2 separate regions of the Anser cygnoides genome follow, and region 2 is linked to region 1. Evidence: chromatin contacts called from public Hi-C data. All regions are on one chromosome and are shown on one strand. Each heading gives the region's core, a stretch centred on a gene start, on an enhancer-like site or on the middle of the called end of the contact. The rest is flanking DNA. Distances are from core to core; before and after follow the strand shown.

Region 1 (7,163 bases), core at 2,923-5,422:
ACTGAGCAGCCTCGCCATGAAGACATGGACCAAGAGCATCTCAGCTGGGCGCTTGTGGCACAGCAGACCAGGGGCTGGAGCACGGTGGCACCGTTTGTGGGGTCCGAGAGCATTGCCCATGTTCCCGTTTCTGCGTTCTCCTCCGAAAGTAATAAGCAGACAGGTTAGGTACACGTGCTGGGCTCTGGCAGCTCAACAAGAGCTATTCCAGACAGGGTAAAGCAGCCACTTCCCTGCCTTACCCGCATCCCCGTGTGACAGAACTCCGCCCGTTACCTGCAGGACAGATGCCTATCGACTCAACTTGGGTTTCACAGCACTGAACTACAGAGAAAATCAGCAACGTAGAAAACCCAAAGTGGCACCAGTGACCCGCTCAGACAGCCATTCTCACTAGGCCTTCTGACACAGGACACACAGCAAACTAGGCTCTCAGTGGAGGTGTTCAGTGGTTAACACACAATTGAATGCTACCGAATTTAGAGATGAGTTCTTTCAAGCTATTGCACTTTGATCACTATGAATCCATACCAAAAAGAACTTCTATTATTTATTCCATCAGATCAACACAACTACAAAGAACTAGATATTAGATTACTTCCATCAGATCAATGCAACTACCTAAAAACAACAGTTCAAGGAACAGATTTACAGAAAGATAAACCTTAGAAGGGATTTTAAAAGAGTTTATTCCCATTACAACGTGGCACGTTTACTGACATAAGATATACTAAAAACAAATTCAAGTTAATCACGTCCTTCATGCTAGAGAAGGAAAGAGATGTTCTAATCTACGTGGCCTATTCTTCCTGTTCTATGTGCACGCAAAGGGATTCAATCCTTCCTAAAAGCAAATAAATTGCAACAAGCGCTGACAGAAGGTAAAAGCCGGTCTTTATTTATTTTAGCAGCGGGAGCAGACAGCTCCCTCCAGCACTTCTCCACCCCCCGCTCCGCTCGCAGCGAGGCCCATCCCAGCAGGACCCCCTGGCCCGGGCAGCCCCGAGGTTGCAGAGCACGCTGACACTCCTGCCACGAGGTCTGCATCCCATTTCCCCTTCCTGTTTCTGCAGGATATTTAAATGCTCACATATTCGCTACAGCTGACGTGAAGGACTGCTTATTGCTTTTGTAGATGCATACTTAAATATAATAGTGAGTGCAAAACAGAAAATCCTTCACCAAACTGACCGCCTCGCAGACTGCACCCTGCACCAGGGCTGAACCGCCCGAAGTCGGGAATTGTTCCTAAAAGCTTGAGTTGGGTTTTGAAAAAATCCCAATTTAACAGACTGTCCGTAAAAGTTTTTCACCAAAACGAAAAACCAGCAAACAAGCATTACAACAGCCACAACTTGCTCTAACATTCAAGCCAGACAAAACAAAGGCAAAAGCACTCGTGTATCAGGGAATGCCAGCGACAAGGCAGCCGCCCTCGTGCTGCAGGCCCCCCACGGCACGCAGTGCTGCGGTTACACCTACACCGAGGACTCCTCACACAGGTCCCTTCGAGGAAGACATGCCACAGCCAACAATTCTACTCAAACTACCCCTTATATGCTTTGACTAAGAACAGTGATTTGCAGCTGCATTTCCATGCTTTCCTCTAACTCTCGCCCATCATCTGTCCTGCAGCTGGGCTCTCAGGAAGTGCACTCTCTCTGAATGCAAAAAAAAAAAATCCAGCCACAGTGGCAGATAAGGACAAATAAGCGATCTCAAGAATATCAACTTTCTACTGATGAATTTAAAGATTGCAACAGGCTAAAGCTTCGTTGTTGTTGTTGTTTTTTCCCTAGAGAGTTCTTACAATTAATTACTCACATCACAAGCAACACAATTCTGCTCTATTATTTATCAAGATCACTGTCACAGCAGGTATGTTTCCACATCACTTAAACGTACCTGTCCTTTCTAATGATTTAGGTTTAAAGTGATCAAAGGGGCTGCTGCAGTGCATACTTCATCTATTAAGAAATGATTCTTTAGTTACAAGAAGAAAAAAAAAAGAAAGCCTGTTCCAATAACCTCTGAAACTGAAATTCTCATTGTTTAAAGATAAGGAGAAAGTATTATTTCACAACACTATCTGGATATAAAAAGACAGTCCAGGAATTCCTGATTATACCAAAAGAACTTGTCAGCACAACTCCATTTTTGCTACCCAGGGACTGCTCCAAGGCCCCTCCCTATGCAACTTCTTCATTCGAGGGATGACAGCAACACACCGCAGGAGAACTGCGAACACACTTCCTCGCTAGCTCGTCGGTTTGTCCATGCTTCAAGAACGGGAGTCACGAAGCACATGACTGCTGAGAGATTATTTTCAAAGCTTCAAAGGAAGAGTGCAATTAGGGAAAAAAACACACGCAGCAAAACATGATTGCAAGTTTACAAAACTGTGCTCAAATTCACAGCCGTTTCTATTGCCCTTTCAGAAATAAGCTCCTAAACCTCAGGTTTCCACACGTGAGCTGATCTGATCTGACCCAAGTTCACAAACACAGAGACGCAAGAAGGCCACCCTTGCTTCGGGTTTTCTAATCCAACGATTTCTTTATTTGCTGGGAAAAAAGATGACTTACTACGAAATAACACACCGCGCGTTTGAGGGGATCTCTGTGGCCATTATCCATCATTGCACCAGCAACAACCCATGCTACCTTCATACGCTTTGCACGTCAACTAACAACCCCTTCTTGGATTCAGCATGCATTACGGGGGCTGGACCCGACGATCTCCTGAGGCCCCTTCCAACCCCTACAGTTCTGTGATTCCCAATTTCACATCAACGCCAAAAAGTGATTGACGTGACCTTCTGAGAGGCAGACAAGCAGGAAATCCACGACTCTGAAGATGGACGTAGCAGTGTTTTGAAAGATTTAAGTTGTTCCCTGTGAAAAAAGGGATTTGGTGACTCAGAAACTCTGATTCATCTACTTCCTCCCTGTCTTCTCTGTGGCTATAAGTACAACGTAAGTAAACGATGACACTTCCACGCAGTGTGTGCCTCCTGACAGGTTTATTTAACCGCTCCAACAGGTACACTGATGGGAAGGACCGGGACTACACCCACCTGTTCAGCAAGGTCAGGAGGCAGCCGCGGCTCTGCCTTGCTGTGAGCCGAGGGATACAGCACAAGGGCGCTGCTCCCTCCAGTAACGCTCAGACCTATAAAAGCCTCGCTCTGCATCACTGTGTGTATCGACCCTCGGTAAAACCACTGCAGCCAGCCCCATCGAGAAGGCTTCCGAGTGTTCGGATTAGGGAAATCGCATGAACACATCCAAATGGACGGAGTTACAGAAGTAAATACTAATGCATAATGAAAGCTATCAAGCGGGTGTTATTTTGCTTTTTGGCTTTTTAAAACCAGAAGTTGTGCAGGATCTTTGCTTCACGACTTTAACCACTTCCTAGCACTTGAAGCCTGGAAGAACGCTTTGGTGGCTTCAAGAGACTTCGCCAGGAGGCTTTCTGCAGTTCCTCAGCGGGGGCAGCATCAGAGGCTGCAGGGAGACCACAACGCGTTAGCAGACCCTGACACGGTGCCTTCTGCAGCCTCTCTCCTTGAGGGAAGAGGATCGAGGGGGGAAGAAGGCGATACGGTGGAGATTCAGAGCAACTTGGAAAGAGCAGCACCGTGCACACGGCTTGAAACGTGTCCCAGCTCCTTGCCTTCCGAGACGCCTCCTATACTCAGCATATCAATAGCCAAACAGAACTGCGTTTAATCGCACAGCTCTGAGGTTAATTAAGGCAGTGCGGGACCCCGCCGCCACCAGGCGGCTGGGGCAGCCCCAGAACCCGCTGCCGTTCCCTCAGGAGGTGCCCGGCGCCTTCCCCTGGGCCTTCCCCCGGCAGCAGCGCTCCCCCCCCCCCCCGCTGCCCTGAGGCGGGCAGTGCCGGGCCCCAGCCCCAGCCCGTCCCCTCACGGGGCCGCGGCACCCCCGGGCGGGCCGCCCCCAGCCCCGCGCCCCCAGCCCCGGCACCTGAAGCGCGGCGAGTCCTTGAGGCACTCCTCGAAGTCCACGGCCACCCTCATGCTGCCGCCCGCACGCGCGGCCCCGCCGCCGACGCCGGGCACGGGGCGAGGCCGGGCGGGGCCCAGCGGCTGCTGAGGGGACGCCGCACCGAGCGCCCCTCTGCCCTCCTCCCGCGCCCCGCCGCGACTGACGGCCCCGCTGGCCAATGGGAGGCAGGAAAAGGGGGGCTCGGCCAATGAAATGTAACTGTAGGCGGGGCTTCGCCGTAGCGGAGTAAGGGGGGGGGGGTGACGGCCGAGCCAAGGGGAAAGGGGGGCGGTTTGACCAATCGCAAAGCGCGAGGGGAGGGTGTAACAGGCAGGCTGGCCAATAACTGTGCCTCTCGCAGGAGGCAGCCAACCGCCGGGCGTCTCGGGGATCGCTTCCGCATTGGGCCTTAAAAGAGTAACAGCCGGGCAAGCCAACGGGGAGACCGCCGTAAGCCGCTCACCCGTTGGCCAGCTCCGTTGCCACGGCGACCCGAAAGACCAATAGCAGCGCTCTTAGGCAAGGAAGGGGCCCGCCCCCGCGCTGCGATAGGCCAGGCCGCCTGTCGGTCGCGGCGGCGGCGGGAGGCTCCTATGGCGGTCGGCCCAGGGGGCCCGGGCTTGTCCCCTGAGGCGGGCCCCGCCCCTCAGCGCGCCCCTCACGAGGCCCTCGGCGCCGCGCCAGCCCCCAGCTTCCTTCCTCCGCCTGCGGAGCGGGCAGAGGCGGACCCCAAGTTACGTAGGCAGTACGGAAACCAAGGACTTTTATTTATTTGGTGACACTTAACACTGTTTTCAAACAGAATAGTTACAGTTGTGAGGTGGTTTCGTAATACAGACCACAAAAAAGCATGTTACAGAAACAAAGAATTCCTGTGAGATACACGAGTTCAACACCACAGACAGCTGCAGAAAAAATATTTGGGCACACTAAGTGCCCAACACAGTGTAAAGCAAAACAAAACAAAAGCAAACCACCAAAAAACCTTCAAGGACAAAAAAACCTTAAGGACAGGGTTAAGGCTGTTATTTGCAAGTGATCTTCCTCCTGGAAGCATTCTGGAAATATTTTCCCTAAACAGGATGGTACTTGAGGGCTTAAATAAATCTGTGTGAGAAACACTGCAATGCCGATGCTGTGGATTTCCATTTCCACGTTGGTGAGGGCTGCGTGTGTTTTGTTTCCTCTTTACACCGCTCTTTACGCTACAAATGAGCTGTTACTGTATCACCACAAGATTAAAACCTGCATGCAAATGAAAGAAGAAAGGCATGTCCTCTCCTTTGTCCCTACTCAGCAGGGAGCTATAATTAATATTTCCAAAATAGAAGGAAATCAGACATTCCTCTAAAAACAAACCAAAATAGCTATTAAGAAGATCTGCAGTAACTGCAAAGTAAACTTATCTATTTTAGCCTTTAAAATACATGAAGGGTTAAGCCTGGATAGAAATCAGGTGAACCAGCCTCTCATCTAGAAGCAGCGTCAGGTACATTGGGTTGCAGTCCAGGTGAGTCATACAAAGTACGAAGAGAATTTTTGCTAGCACTGAAGAAAGTGAGGAGGACAACAAACCTTTATTAAAAGACATCACTAAAACCAAAGAAGTTCCTATCCAAACTGCATCTAACTGAAACCTGGGGACTTGGTTGCACAGCAGAAGAGCGATCACCCAGACTGCTTAAGATCTGAAAGATGAAGGGAACCTATACATTCTGAGATTCATTTGAAACTACCTTCATGTATTTATGTGCACTCTACCTTCCTCAAGGATACATACCCAGTTCATCTAGGATTTTGGAAATCGTTACAGGAAAGAACTTGACTGAAAGTTAACAAAGGGGGGTTTGTTTGTTAAATTAAATGCTTTGCAAGCATTGTAGGCTACAAGGAACTCACACCAAAAATTAAATAAAAACAAGGTCTTGGGCACAAGAATTGTGGTGGGGAAGAAGGCAGGACATTAGCTCACGCAAGAGCTTTCTGATGGTTTCTGCTTTAATTATGGATACTTTATCACAAATTAAGAGTAATCTGTTTTAAAGCATCACATAAGACAACTGTGTTACCCACACGCATTGGTCAAATCTTGACCCTCTCAAGCTCCAATCCAAAAGCCACGCAGCTTTGCCAAGTGCCACTACTCTCTCATTAGGACTTTGTGCCTTAGCTAGGGCAGACCATCTGAAATGCAGGCTGGTCTGCAAAGAGCTTTGCACATACCAACAATCTGAACTCTCAAAGCTAATACATAAAGGGTGTAAATTTTGAAACACTTTGAGAGCCAAGTTTAAAGCTACAATAAGAGACTGTAGGAGTCACAAGCATCTAATTGCTTACTCTTTGCCCCTGCATACCTACAGAAATTGATACAAAATTTTTGACACAAGAAGCAGCAATCTCCATACTGCAAAAGTAGCATCATCACACTGCACCAAACCAGGAGTTCAACTTTTTCTTGTGAAAAGACAATACTGATTTTAATTCAGGCCCTTAAGAGATCAAGTATCCGACAACTGACAACCATGTTGTCTATAAGGAGGAGATATTTAGGAAAGGCACACCATTTAGCAAAGCTCACAGATATCTTTGGCAATACACCCATTCTAATTATTATTCCTGTGTAAACCTTGCAAGTGACAGCATTCTACTGCTTTATTCACTCTCACTCTCTCTGGGATTTCATGAAAGCTCACACTTGAGAATGCAGGTAACTGTAAAATAACTTTCATTCCTTTATTCAAACTTCACATATACAGTGGACAAAGAGACATTTTAAAATAGATCCATATAATTATATGGATTTTTGCAACATATCAAATTCAGACCAAAATTAAGATATACACTGTATTCCATAATCAAGCTAAAGCTTAAGTGTATACTTCATTGGTGTAATAAAACCCAGGAGCTATTTTGAATACTAGAACATTCACTAGTCAAATTCCATTGAGTGGGAAGTTGTTTACAGCAATGTGGAGGTTCAGAATCCCTCTTTACAAGGGCTACACAACCACATCGTAAACAACATAACTGAATTAGGCAGTTTCCTTTCTAATCTTCCAAACAGCTTTCATTTTGCAAAAGCAGCTGCTGTAAGTAACTTACTTGGATGCGGAAAGATTTAGACCAGTGGTTTTCAGTATGCAGGTT
Region 2 (7,163 bases), core at 2,351-4,850, 150 kb before region 1:
TGACAAGCAGATATACTAAGAACCCCCCCCTACCCCCCAAGGCACCCCTGAAAGGACACGCAGACCGTTCTGCTCTGTGCAAAGTTACATCTGCCTGAGTCCCCTTGTTTGCAGCTGCAGTCAGACACGTGTCAGCACGGCAGGGAGATGGGCCTGAAGAGCAGCAGGGCTCCCGCCGTGCAGGAGGGCACCGTGTATTCACCCACGGTCTGGAGAGCAGTTGGGACGGGGCTGGCCAGGGAGGGGACAAAGTGGTACGCAGAGCCAGCAGCAGCGCCAGGCTGTCCTCACACGTGGGACAGAGGTGCCAAAGGAGCCCTGGGCCTGGCAGAAGGGCCACCACGACATGCCACAGGGCAGGCTGCATCCATCCTCCGCCTGGGATCCCCAGGAAGAGGGGGAGCCTGGTCTTTTGGGAGTGGGCTCACTCCTCTCCAGGAGCAGGCTGAGCCCTGGAAAGGCACCAACCCTGCTGGTGCCCTCCGGCAAGTTTTTCAGACTCCACTTATTCCACCAGCCACACGAAGATAAAATCACCTTCCTGCCTGTTGGGGTGGGGGAAGGTTAATCAGGCAGGGCCACGTGCATCGGAGCAGGAAGGGGATTTCTCCAGCTTCCCATGCACTGGCTCGACCCGGGCTCAGCCCCGCTGCCCCATGGCTGCCCGCTCCCCTCTCCACGGGCAGGGGCTGCCCTCGTGGCACTGGGACATCGGGCAGAGGACACCGCCCCAACGCCACCTCTGCCCCTCGGCTGCTGGCACAGCAGGAGGTCGGGTGCTTGGCACGGTCCGTGAGCACCTCCTGGGGGCTTGGCCCCCTGCTGCCCTTCTAATTATAGCAGCGGGCGCAGGAAGCGCCGGGGCCGCCTGTGCAGGAAGCGGGGTGTGCCCGCCCTCGGTGTCTGAAAAACAACCGCGGTGGCGGAGGTGTGCCGCGACCGCCGTGGCCTCAGCTGCCCTGCCCAGAGGCACATCCCTGGCACCCAGGCTGCGGCACCCCGAGCTGTGCCGGCAGCATCTCTCGGTGTGCCGAGGGGGAGCCGGGGCCGTCACCGCGTGGGCACCCCACGCTCCTCACACCCTCCTGGCATTGCTCCTTCCAAGTCCTGGCCCATCAGGATGGGGCGCTGATGCCCTATGGCACCCACGCAGGGTAGCAGGAGGTGTCAATTAAAGGCCATTAATGACCCTTTTCCTTGAGAGCAGGGGTGTGCCTCACACCACCCGCTGCCCAGCCCATCTCGGGCTGCCCCAGCACCGCGCAGCAGGCAAGAGCTGGAGGAGCAGCGCTGGGGCAGGGGACACAGCGCCCGTCCTGCCCTGTGGAGCCTGGGCTCTGCTCAGGCTTTCATTTTCATGGGAAATCCTGACATTTCAACGTTTCCTCTGTCCCACTTGGGAACAAAGGGTTGAAGCTCCGACACTTATCACAATTACAGAGCCTCTAAAATGCTTTGTTTTGGAAAATACTGAAATGCCGGTTTGAAACGTTTCACTTTGACTGTGTCACTTCGGCTGCTGCAGCAAGATGAGATCTGCTGCTATCTAGGGTGTGTTCACATGCTGACAAAATTGATACAACCCCATGAATTATTTCGGCCTCATCACATCCACTTTCCCCCATCGGCAGGCTGCTCGGGCAGAAGCGGCATCCTCTTCCCGCTGCCCTCCCCAGCCATGCAGACCTCTGCCAGCTCCGGCTGCAGGGTACAAAACCCACCCCGGTGCTGGGGCTGCTCCCCACAGGGTGTCACCCATCCGGGAAGCACCAGCGGGGCAGGCAGCACGTTCCCCAGCAGGGGTGGTGGGCAGCACACCCCGAGCCCACAGCCGGCAGTGGGGTGCAGCCCTGGGCCTCATCCCGCAGAGCGAGGAGGAGGAGGGTGGAGCAGGGCAGGAAGGGGGAGCGCTGCCAAGGGCCAGGCACAGCGCTGCAGCGCAGGCTGCGAGCAGGGAAGGCCGGGCTGCTCGGGAGAGATTGTATCTGCCAGACTTTCCCACGCCGTGGAAAAGCTCGCCGGGCGGGCGCACAGAGGCAGGTGATGCTCGGTAGCTGCTGGTGTGTAACGTAAATGGAGAGCTGGCTGCTTTGCTCCCCCCCAGGCTACAGGGCTGTGTAGATAAGCCCCCGGCGTGCATGCCCTGCAGAGCTCGGGTCCTGCCGTCCTCGCAGGGAGCCTTGTGCTTGTCCCGGCCCTGCAGGGCTGGCCGCTGCCGTGCTGTGCCTCAGGTTCCCCTCCTGGCAATGAAACGCAGACATCCACGGGAGCATCCCCACGCTTAGGGCTGGTGTCTCAGACATAACTGAGCCTCTCTGTGCTGCCAGACTTCATGCAGACACCCAGCAGCAGCACCACCCAGCCTTGGGCTGGAAACACCGCAACACAGCCCCCAGCTTGGGGCTAGGAGGGGTCAGCCCCGAACCGAAGCAGACAGAGACGGTCCTGATGCTAATCAGGCCCACTAACGAAGCATGGAAGGCTGCAATGATCTGGCACACCAAACGGTGAGAAAGTACAGTTAGGAGCCGAGCTGAGACAATTTCCATCCTTGGGCAGGGTTTAAACCACAAGGCGCCTTCCCTGCAGCTGCACTTTCGGCTGGCCCATAGGCAGCTGCGCTGGGTGCTGCTCCCCGGCTGCGGCACCCGTCGGGCTCCGTGAGGGGCGACACCGAAACCTGCACCCCAAGAAGGCAGCACGGGATGGAAGTGCCACCCCACGTATGTGTGCTGAGCCCATTACAGCATTTCAGAGGGTGCAGGGCTTTATGCCCAGGACGAAAAATGAAGCCTGCACTTTCCAGAGCCAGCCACAGGCTTTCTAGCGCTGCAAAAGTGCTGCGCTAGACCCGCCAGAGACAGGAAACGCCGTGTGTTGCAGACACACACCCAGCAGCGCCTCTGGAAACAGATGCGGTCATGGGTCCCCGCCGCCAGCCCGGGCTGGGCCCCTGGGGACCGCGTCTGCAGCGCTGCCCCCGGTGCGGGGCTGGTTTCGGGGTGCAGCAGCCGGGGGCAGCCGGGCTCCGAGCAGTCGGGCCCCGGCCGCTGCGGTTACCTGCAGTTCCCGGGCAGTCTGCTAGGTGGCACAACGCAATAATAATAACGACAATTTGTTCTAATCCATCCAAACTCTGCAAACGGTTTGCCAGGCGATTTAAGCGCACTTTTGCCTGTTTTACCGCATTAATAAGTATTCGCTGCCGTTCCGTCGAGCACTTCTGGACACCCCGAGAAAGCGGCTCGGGACTCGCTGCCCAGAGGGCAGGACAGCGCTGCGGGGAGCTGCGGCGAGCAGCCGGGGGCCGCCTTTCTGAAGCTCTCCGTTAGGGGAACGTGCCCGAGCGCCCGTAGCAGAAAGCTGCAGGAAGCTTCTGGTCTCCCTGCTGCACCGGGGGGGGGGGGGGGCTCCCCTCGCCGCAGCCCCCCGCTGCCCTGCGGCTCCGCGCTGCCCGGCGGCGGGGCCGGGGCGCTGCGGGGCGGCGCTGCGGGGCTGACACCGCCCCCTGCCCGCCCCTCGGTGGCGGTGCCGGGGCCGGGGCCGGGGCCGCAGAGCAGCGGCGGCGGCGCAGAGCGGAGCGGAGCGGAGCGGCGGCGGCGGCGGCTCCGCGGGCCGCGGGCAGCGGGCGCTCCGCCCTCGGTGCGCGGGGCCTCCCCTCTCCGCGCCCGCGGAGCGCCGGCGCCCGCCCTATATCTCCGGCCGCGGTCCCGCGAGGATGTGAGGCGGGCGGGCAGCCCGGCCGCCCCCGCCGTGGCATGAGCCCCCTCGGCCCGAGCCGGCGGCGCGGCGCGTAGCCGAGGCTCGGCGGGGCGATGCTGCCCTGGAAGCGGAGCAAGGTGGAGCTGGGCGCCGGCGAGGCGAGGCGGCAGGGCAAGGCCAAGGGCTACGCGGTGAGCGTGCACTACTCGGCGCTCACCTCGCTGGCTCGAGCGTGCCCCGAGAGCGCCCTGCACCGCGTGGGCAGCATGTTCCGCTCCAAGCGGCGGAAATTCCGCGTGACCAGCGAGGATCCCACGTACACCGTGCTCTACCTGGGCAACGCCACCACCATCCAGTCCAAGGGCGAGGGCTGCACCGACCTGGCCGTCTGCAAGATCTGGAGCAAGAGCGAGGCCGGCCGGCAGGGCACCAAGATGAAGCTGACCATCAGCGCGCAGGGCATCCGCATGGCCCACGCCGAGGACAAGGGGCTGCGGCGGCCCGGCCACCTCTACCTGCTGCACCGCGTCACCTACTGCGTGGCCGACCCGCGCCTGCCGCGCGTCTTCGCCTGGATCTACCGCCACGAGCTGAAGCACAAGGCGGTGATGCTGCGCTGCCACGCCGTGCTGGTCTCCAAGCCCGAGAAGGCGAAGGCCATGGCCCTGCTGCTCTACCAGACCTCGGCCACGGCGCTGGCCGAGTTCCGCCGCCTGAAGAAGCGGGACGACGCGCGGCACCAGCAGCAGCAGCTGGTGGGCGAGCAGAGCATCCCGCTGGTGCCGCTGCGCAAGCTGCTCAACGGGCAGTGCTGCTACAAGCCGCCGGTGGAGCGGAGCCGCAGCGCGCCCAAGCTGGGCTCCATCACCGAGGACCTGCTGGGCGAGGAGCAGGAGGAGCGGGCCATGCACTGCGAGGACTGCGAGGACATCCTGGAGGCGCTGGGCGAGCCCGAGGGCGAGCTGCTGCGCTCCGGCGCCGGCCGCGGCGAGGCCCCGGAGCTGGGCCAGCTCCTGCGCGACCTGGGCGAGCTCAGCCTGGGCAACGACCTGCGCTCGCTGCGCGCCGACCTCCGCGTCCGGCGGCTGCTCTCCGGGGAGAGCACGGGCAGCGAGTCCTCCCTGGAGAGCAACGGCCCCGACGGCGCCGCCCCGGCCTGCAACGGCGCCGAGCAGTCGCCCCCCGGCGACCCGGAGAGCGGCTGAGCGCACGGCGGCGCCGGGGGCGCACGGCTCGGCCCGGGGCACCGGCGGCCCCCCCGGCAGCGCACGGCCCCTGCCGGGAGCGCGGGGCTCCGCCGGGCCGCCCCCGGGACGCCGGGGTGCCCCCGAGCCCCCCCGGGAGCACCGGGTCCCCTCCGCGGCCAGCGCACGGCGTCCCCCTGCCGGAGCCCGTGGCTGCACCGGGGAGCACCGGGACCCCTCCGGCGGCACCGCGCGGCCCCCCCTCGGGTGTGCATGGCCGCTGCGGATCCCCCCCGGGGCCCCTCCGGGAGCGCACCGGGTCCCCCCGCGTCTCCCCGGGGCCCCTCCGGGAGCGCAGCGGATCCCTGCGGCGCCGCCGCGTCCCGGGACCGGGGGCCGGGGGCTGCCGCGGCCCGAGGACGGGAGGTGGCTGCGGGCTGTTTACCTCCGGCTCAGCCCTTGAAGATCTGCCAAATTCCTGGAATAGCTTTCCCCGGGGAGGGAGGGAGGGAGGGAGGGAGGTGTTGCGCCTTGTTTACAGTCAGAAATCTCACATCCGAGGGGGGGGGGGGGGCGGGGGGCGCCGTTTTCTACATTAAAGTCACTCCATCGTGCTGTCGTGTCCGAGAGGTTTGCACTGTTGTGAATTTTTTTTATTATTATTTTTAATTTAGACCCTTTTTTTTTTGGGCCCCGGTCCCGTCCCGGTCTCAATGCTCTAGATCTTTTGCTGTGCAAAAGAAAACTCTACTTGTGGCTGTTCACCTGTACATAGGGAAATGTATGCAAATACATTGGGTTATTTTTAAGAACACCACCATCGCGATCTCCTCTGTTTGCACATACGTGAAGAAAATAAAGATGACGATAATTTAAAAGAACCGGGGTCGCTGTGGCGATTTGTCCTCGTTTGTGTGCGTTCCTGGAAGGAGTCGGGGGGGTTAGCTCCCTCGAGACACGTTGTACGGGGTGCTTAAGGTCTTTTCTGAGACACGGGGATGGGATTGCCCCTGCCAACAGGGACGGGAACGTGCGCGAGGCCTCGTGTCTGCTGCTGGATCGTAGCTCTTCTATCACTGCTAATTATTATAATCACCGGGGCTGCCTTCAACCGCAGCACCTGGGCTGTGCCCTGCTGGGCTCGCCGCTGCAGCAGGGCCGGGATGATGCTGGGTGCTCCAGTAGGTGGGAGTGGGACGGGACTGGTGCGTGGGGTGATGGTGCGTGGGGTGATGGTGCGTGGGGTGATGGTGCGTGGGTAAGCAGCCCCTGGCCCAGCCATGCACTCTGGGGCTGCCGTGAGGTTTGCAGCTGGGTGCTGCAGCACACAGCCACCGCTGGACCCTCGCTGCTTGCGCTGCCAGCCCGAGCCAATTTCATAACCTCAGCTGGGGTGAGCAGTGAAGTTGATTAGCCACAGGACTGCCGTGGTATTTTTAGCTCTAAATCTGTTTGCAAGTGGCAGGCTCCCAGGGCAGTAGGGATGTTCCGGTTTCATTTGTCCCCAAGTGGAGGTATCAATTAAGAGATAATTAATCTGGCATTTCTGATGTCTCCATGTTTTCCCCCGTGCTGCAATCAGGCAAGGTGCAGGAATGTCACCCCATGGCCCAGCCATTCCTGAGTCCGTCAGCTGCCGGGGCCAGCCCGGACTCCTTGTGCAAGGAGCCAGCCGCCGAAGCTGTAAATACCTCATTAAAACATTGCAAAATCTGCCGCCGCACCAGCGAGGAGCTTGTACAATCGCCTCGCCGTGAGTCAGCGTAAGGAGGGAGGCACGGCGGGGCTGCCCGCGCAGACGGGGATCCCGGGGAGAGGGCTGAGCACCTTTTGGAGGTGGTGGGGGTGAAACGCAGCAGGGAAAGTCCTGCACTGTTTTCCCCCATTCTGAGCTGCTCGCCCTTCAGGGGGGACCTTCAGGGTGCTGGAAGTGGTGCCTGACCCCGCTGTCACAGCCCGTGTGTCGCGGAGCGCAGGGAGCAGGTCACTCAAGCGCAGCGGCGCGAGCAGAGCCGGGCAAGCCCGGAGTGTCACGGGCTGTTCCGAGCTCGCGCCAGCCGCTGAGTGACCCGGCGGTGTTTGCTTTTACATCCTCCGTGTGTGCTTAGAGGCGGTTAATGGCATTAGCTCAGTCAATGCCTTTCCCTTCTCCAGGAGAGCCATCATGTCTGCAAAAGTAAGGAAGCGATTTTATCGCATGCCATCGCCGCAAGCAGAATTCCCCGAGCAGCGGGAGCTGCAAGCAGGGCCTGAAGCATTTCCCCTCGGAGCCATTAG

The links. Hi-C and Micro-C count contacts between places; a contact is called where the count stands out from the background.
Region 2: a Hi-C map of granulosa cells shows a contact between it and region 1, with 2.4 times the contacts expected there. The contact joins the promoter of FAM43A here to the promoter of ACAP2 in region 1. A contact is called at or near these places in 2 of 7 Hi-C or Micro-C datasets (granulosa cells and liver).

What each region holds. Positions count from the first base shown.
Region 1 is chr9:13,999,308-14,006,470 of Taihu_goose_T2T_genome, reverse strand. It overlaps ACAP2 (ArfGAP with coiled-coil, ankyrin repeat and PH domains 2), which reads right to left and starts at 4,172. Exons shown (of 25, transcript XM_048076633.2): 1 at 3,993-4,172. The coding sequence starts at 4,045. It overlaps PPP1R2 (protein phosphatase 1 regulatory inhibitor subunit 2), which reads right to left. Exons shown (of 8, transcript XR_007168335.2): 8 at 4,764-7,163.
Region 2 is chr9:14,144,597-14,151,759 of Taihu_goose_T2T_genome, reverse strand. It overlaps FAM43A (family with sequence similarity 43 member A), which reads left to right and starts at 3,600. Exons shown (of 1, transcript XM_013186104.3): 1 at 3,600-5,767. The coding sequence starts at 3,816. The coding sequence ends at 4,907.